Regions from separate parts of the Sus scrofa genome. Here region 2 is linked to region 1. The links are chromatin contacts, called in public promoter capture Hi-C maps. All regions are on one chromosome and are shown on one strand. The core of a region is the stretch at or near the end of the contact, and the rest is flanking DNA. Distances in the headings are between cores, read along the strand shown. Region 1 holds the start of LPCAT3 (lysophospholipid acyltransferase 5). Region 2 holds the start of PHB2 (prohibitin 2).

The links. Promoter capture Hi-C pulls out the DNA fragments that hold promoters and counts their contacts.
Region 2: a contact with region 1 is called in a promoter capture Hi-C map of liver, with 3 times the contacts expected there. The contact joins the promoter of PHB2 here to the promoter of LPCAT3 in region 1. A contact is called at or near these places in 5 of 5 promoter capture datasets (fetal liver, fetal skeletal muscle, liver and 1 more), 12 of 47 Hi-C or Micro-C datasets (alveolar macrophages, blood, brain and 5 more) and 2 of 2 datasets of contacts at active chromatin or transcription factors (alveolar macrophages and skeletal muscle).

What each region holds. Positions count from the first base shown.
Region 1 is chr5:63,705,931-63,709,196 of Sscrofa11.1, reverse strand. LPCAT3 (lysophospholipid acyltransferase 5) reads right to left here and starts at 1,523. Exons shown (of 13, transcript XM_003355593.5): 1 at 985-1,523. The coding sequence starts at 1,135.
Region 2 is chr5:63,750,167-63,753,478 of Sscrofa11.1, reverse strand. PHB2 (prohibitin 2) reads right to left here and starts at 1,913. Exons shown (of 10, transcript NM_001243556.1): 1 at 1,584-1,913; 2 at 1,333-1,417; 3 at 944-1,023. The coding sequence starts at 1,710. It overlaps EMG1 (EMG1, N1-specific pseudouridine methyltransferase), which reads left to right and starts at 2,010. Exons shown (of 6, transcript NM_001243478.1): 1 at 2,010-2,272. The coding sequence starts at 2,105.

The sequences.
Region 1 (3,266 bases), core at 274-2,773:
AATATTGACAAATCAGCTCCTAACTTTTGAATTCCTACAAGACTTTACAGCAATCCTATCAGATAGGCATTATTGTCCTCATTTCATAAATAAGAACACTGAGACTCAGACAGGTTATGTGGTTGGCCCGGGGTCCCACAGTTTGTAAGCAGCAGCAAGGCTGGATCTGATTCGTTTGCCTTCTAAGTCTACACACTTTTTTCCCCCCTCATTGTCATGCTGCTTCCTTGTATTAAAAAAACCATGGAGGAAGAATGCAATAAAAAAGCCTATAAACCAGGTATAACACAGTCTGTTGTGACATAAATTCAGATATACCACATCCTTTGAACCACGTGGATAACAACCGCTTGGGGTAGCATGGATAGTTTTTAAGGGGTTGCCAGTCCTGTTTCCCAAGCCCAGTACTAAAATGATATTCCAGGGTAAATGACAGGTGGGTGGTTAAGGAAAAGAAAAAGCAATATGGTATAAGAAGAAAACACGAGAAACTGGACAAAAAGAGGAAAGTGTAATACAAGCTGGCAATGCACAAAATAGAGATTCAGAATGTGCAAGTATGGAGCGTGGGGCTGAGGGGGCCCTTAGGACTAAAATAGCTAAGTTAGGGGGCCTATACCTGCCAATAAGAAGCGCGCGTGTGAGAGGGTTGATATTAATACCAGCAGTACACATGGACAGAGAGTAGAACTCAAGAGAGACAAATAAGGACAGGTCGTGGGGACACCGGATAGAGCATGGCAGGATGAGAGGGTGGTGGCGCCAAATGAGGGGCCAGAAGGGTACAGTAGGGGTCGAAGGGAAAGGTGAAGAGGTTCAGAGGGCACAGCGCCCCCAGACTCGAGACTAGACTTGTATCCCTCTCCAGAGCTGGTTGGTGTGTTCTAGGATTCACATTCGCACCCCACACAGCCCTCCCGGTGGGGCCGGGAAGAGGGGGAGGTCACGCCCCGGTTCCCCGGGGACTCCGCGAGGGGTCCTTACCTAGGAAGATGGAGAGGATGAGCCGCAGCGCCTGTTCTGACGCGCCCAGGGACGTCGCCAACTTGTTAAGGCTCAGCTCCTGGAGAACCCACCGCAGCACTCCTGCCAGCTCCACCACCGCTCCCACGTCCCCCTCGGCTGCGGACGCCATCTTAGCTCCGGGCGCCCCCCAGGGACCCCTCGGCTCCGCGCGCCCCGAATGTGGGCACAACGCTGGAGCTTCACCCCCAATTCCGGCCCGGAGCCCGCCCACGGCGTGCGCATTGGCTGTGGGCCCGCCCAGCGGCTTCAGACTCAGCCGATCATTGGCCGGCCCGGGAAGGGGGCGGGGCCTCACGCAGCAAGGTAGGCAGGGGGCGGGGCTGAGCGGTTGTAAGGCAAAGGTGACTCTGGCCAGAATGAACGCGGGGCAGGCCGGGGGCGGGGCTTGGTACAGGGAACCAGACCTGCGATTGGAAAAGTCTGAAGCAGCGCCTGTACAACTCAGTTCCAGCAGCTCAGGGGAGGAGTCGGGGCGTGCTGGTGTCCGGCCGGCTCGTGCACTGCCTCCCTATTGGCTGAGACGGAGCAGGCGAGAGTCGGGGCGGGGGGGTGCCGTCACCCGACCGCGAGGTTACTCTCGGTCGCCGGCGCGCCGGGGTTACTGGGGCATGTAGCGGGAGGGCGGGAATTTCTGCGGCGGCCTCGCAAGCGCCTCCTAACGGCGCCGCCGGCCGTTCTTAAACCGTTAGATACGCCGCCGCCTTCCCTCCCAGGCTTTGCCTGCTCCTATTTCCTGCTACGTCCTGTATTAAAATGTTACCTCGAGGGATGAAATTGATATGCCGATTTAATCATTATTTTAATTAAAAATTGAACTAGTTTGTCACTATTACAGGTACAAGGTAAAAGAGCAAAGAGGGTAGAAACTGAGGACAAAATAAAAGCCCTTTTTTCCCACCTTGCTTCTCATTCTTACTTTGTACAGGTAACCACTATTTCAGATAAGAAAAGCAAAATGTGGAGTTCCCATTGTGGCACAGCGGAAACGAATTTTACTAGTATCCGTGAGGATGCCGGTTTGATCCCTGGCCTTGCTAAGTGGGTTAAGAATCCGGTGTTGGGATGAGCTATGGTGTAGGTCACAGACTCAGCTGGAATATGACGTTGCTGTGGCTGTGGTGTAGGCCAGCAGCTGTAGTTCTGATTCAGCTCCTAGCCTGGGAACTTCCATATGTCAGGAGTGCAGCCCTAAAAAGCAAAACAAACCAACAAACACCTTAGAATAACAAAATGTGCCAAGACCAGTGCTGGACCCAATGCCATGGAGTGTGGATTGATGGTAATATAAAGCGATCCTGGACTTATAATTGCAAACTAGGGGAAGTGTCCCTGAAGGAAAGGGACAAGTTCCTATGAGAGTATGTAACAAAGGAACACCAAGAGTTTCCAGTAATAGCTGGAATTTGTGGAGCATCGGTGCACAATTAACCGCTTACACTGCTATAGCACTTCACACTTTGTGCAGCACTGATATCCACAGTAGTTCACTTAATTGATTATGAAACAGGATATTTATTATTATGATATCCTCTTACAGATGCAGAGGCTTGGAGAAATTAAGGAAAGTGGCAGGGACAACTGAAACCCAAGTCTGTTAAACTTCACTTCCCTCCCCCTTTGTGGGAAGAAAATATAAAAAATAAGAAATATTCAGAAAAGTCAAGAATAATATAACTTGGAGTTCCCATGGTGGCTCAGCAGTTAACAAGCCCGACAAGGATTCATGAAGAAGTGGGTTCGCTCCCTGGCCTCGCTCAGTGGATTAAGGATTAAGCATGGCTGTGGCTGTGGTGTAGCCCGGCAGCTGCAGATCCGATTCAGCCCCTAGTCTGGGAACCTCCGTATGCCACCAGTACGGCCCTAAAAAAAAAAAAAAAAAAAAAAAGTAGTAATATCACTTCCCACAGGTTAAGAAACAAACATCACATGTACAGCTGAAGAGCCTGATGTATCTCTTCCTGTGGCATTTCCCTCCTTCTCTTGTTGGAAGTCACCATCTTGCTGACTTTGGTACTTATCAACCCCATGCCTACTATGATGCTTTATACAATGTCTATATCTGGAAACAATTATAGTTTTGCATGCTTTTAAACTTTATATTATAAAATATTACAGTGAATGTATCATTTTGCTACTTGTTTTTATGCTTAACATCTTTATTGAGTGGTATTCACATTCTTTTTTTTTTTTTTTTTTTGCCATTTCTAGGGCTGCTTCTGTGGCATATGGAGGTTCCCAGG
Region 2 (3,312 bases), core at 664-3,163, 44 kb before region 1:
TTCTCTACCCACAACCCCTCCACCAGGAAAAATGACCTTTCTTTTGGCCTTCTACTGTGCAGTCTCTACTGTAGGTCCTGTTACTATGCATCCCAATCACCTGACTCCTGTATGAGGCTGGGAGGACTTGAGGACAAGACTTGAGAACAAAACCTGTGTTCTCTGAATCATACTCTTAAGGCTTAGAGTTTTGGGAATGTTAAACAACCTGCACTAAAAATAGTACAAAAGGAGTGGAGTTCCCCTCAGGGCCCAGTGGTTAACAAACCCAACTAGCATCCATGAGGACGCAGGTTTGATCCCTGGCCTCGCTCAGTGGGTTAAGGATCTGGCGTTGCCGTGAGCTGTGGTGTAGGCTGCAGATGCGGCTCAGATCCTGCATTGCTGTGGCTCTGGCGTAGGCTGGTACCTACAGCTCTGACTGGACTGCTAGCCTGGGAACCTCCATATGCCACCGGTGCAGCCCTAAAAAGACAATAAATAAATAAATAAATAAATAAATAAAAATAGTACAAAAAAAGTACAGTACAGGTGAGCTACTTGCTTCACTGTGTACATGCCTCTGGGAGTGTGTGTGACAAAGGGTCTGGGGGAAACAGGTGCACCAGCGAAGAGTAAGGTCAGGACAGGCTGTACCAGCAGATATAGAGAATAAATGAAGCAGTTAAAAGAAAAAGGGATTTAAAACAAGACCTCCATCTAGGCAGTGAATAAGACCAAGAACAAACAACACTCTCACTGAGTTTGCATTGGGGGAGGGACAGTTAAAAATGTGCAAACACACAGTGTGTCCAGAATGTACTGCTTTAAGCCAAGCAGCAGATGCTTTTATTATAGTCTGTTTGCAGAAGGGGAAACTAAGAGATCTGACACTACCCTTTTCCCTACTCTCTGGCCAGGCTCCTTTGTTTACTGCCCGAAACGCCCCAGTGCCCAGACCTACCTTTGGAGCCTGTGGGGGAGGAAATTTTTCGGGGTCTGGCTCGAATATCATAGATGATAGGGTACTGGAACCAGGGGATCCTGGAGGAGAGGGAACAAGGATAGGGATTAGGAGACAGCAGTTTCCCTCGTTTTGCTCTGTTCTCCACCACCACCTGTTTCTTGGTCTGCTTCTCTTAAATGACCACGGTCACGGAGACATTCTCTTCTCCCTTTGGAGAACAACAGTATGTGCTGCTGGAGTTTTGGGCAGCACCCACTGTTCCGGGAGATGGGCGTGAGGAGGAGAAAGGGTGGCTGTTGAATGCTTTTGAAAATCTTACTATAGCTACTGGTGAGTCGGGATTCAAGGGTGAAGGGTCAGGGGCAGTCCGCTTTGCCCGCCATTACCTGAAGTGAAGGCCCTCGGCCAGAATGGTGTCCTGCTGCACGCCTCCGATCCGATTAAAGAAAATGGCTCTGTGCCCGCCTTCCACTGCGGGGAGAGGGGTGGGGGGGTCAGACCAGGCAGGGCTCAGAGTACGTGCGAGCTTCTGGCAGGGGCGGGGTGAGGGGCTGGGTGAGCGCGTGGACCCGGCGGGGCTGGGCAGGGGCCTAGGGAGGGTCGGCCGGTGTCCGGAAAGCGGGCGGAGGTTGCTCACCGGTGAACACCGACTCGCGGATGCCGTAGGCCACGGCGCCGGCCCCCAGCAGCAGCTTCAGCGCCGTGCCCATGCCCCGGGGCCCGGAGGGCAGCCGTCCCGCTAAGTCCTTCAAGTTCTGGGCCATGTCCGATCTTGAGGCCGGCGGCACCAGAGGTCAGAAGCGGGTGCCGGCCTGCCTTTACCGCGCTCCAGTTTACGGATCGCACCCTTCACACGAAGGTCCGAGCCCCAGGTGCTTGCTGGAGAAAGGGCACCGGAAGTGCGCTCCCTTCTAAACCCTACCCCCCCGCCCACCCACGGCAGACCCGAGCTTGGCGCACAGGAATTACGCATACGGAAGTTCCTGCCCCTTTCTGGAACCCTGCCCTCCCAGAGAGGCTTCGGGAGCGCCAGACAGAGAGCCGTCGCCATTTCCCAGCGCCCACTTTCAAAATGGCCGACGGAAGGAAGCATGCGATTGGGTGGAGCACGAGGTCCTAATTTGAGAAAATCAGCGCAATTTCCGATTTGGTTGCAAGATGGCTGCGCCCAGTGGTGGATTCCAACCTCGTGAGCGGCGCGCCGGGGAGCAGGAAGAAGACTGGGATGCTGTGGCGCCCAAGCGGCCCCGACTCGGGGCGGGAAGCAAGACCGGAGGCCGCAGACTCATTGTGGTGCTGGAAGGGGCCAGCCTGGAGACAGTCAAGGTAACTTGGGACAAGGAGGTGGAGAGCCAGTAGATCGATAGGCTGGGACCCGGTGGGATGAGGGTGATGGTTTCAAAGTGGATGTAGAAAGCAGAGGTGAAACACTTTTGGAGAAAGTGGTCTAGTTTTCTGTCTCTCGGTTTAATATCCTGAGTTGGCAGTAGTCGTTTTGTCTTTGAATCCTTTTGTAGCCATAACATCCTTGTTTCCAATTGATTAACCAGGATTCTGTGAAAGAAAGTCATCTAGGGTGGATGGGTGCGTTTCGTCCGTCACGTTGTCCCTTTTCATCACATGACAAGTTTATTGGGCACAGGAGAAAAGTAGTTACTGTGGATCATTCAGCCCACTTCTTTACTTAGTGTTTTAATTCATCTCTCTCCCTTCTCTGTATTACTGTACATTTCGAAACAGTGCCTGGATCAGATCATCATAATACTTTTACATCTTTTTATTTTTTTATTAAAAAAATTTTTTAATGGCTGCACCCATGGCATATGGAAGTTTCCTGGGCCAGGACTGAACCAGCGCTGCAGCCACTGGTAGTGGGATTCTTAACCCATTTAGCCACAGCGGCAACTCCAATATTTTTACATCTTTATTTTTAATTATTATGATTGCTTTTTACCAAATAAATCCTGCAATTCCCTTCTTAAAGTTTTGTGCAGTGTTCTCATCCCTTCTGACATTGTTTCTCCTACGTTTTAGAGCTAAGCTTGTTCAATGAGTAGGGCCAGAATGGATAGTACTAGTTTAGAAGTTAGACCTGGATTTTAACCTTGGTTTTTATACTTATGTTAAGGCTGTAGTCTTGAGAAAAAAATGTCTTCACTTTCTAAAGCAGGGGTTATTAATACTTTGAGCGGGAGTGCAGAGAAAATGCTTTTTTTTTTTTTGGTCTTTTTATAGGGCCGCTCCTGTGGCATATGGAGGTTCCCAGGCTAGGGGTCCAATTGGAGCTGTAGCCACCAGCCTACACCACAGCCACTGCAACATGGGATCTGTAACCCCATGAGCAAGGCCAGGGATCAAACCTGTAA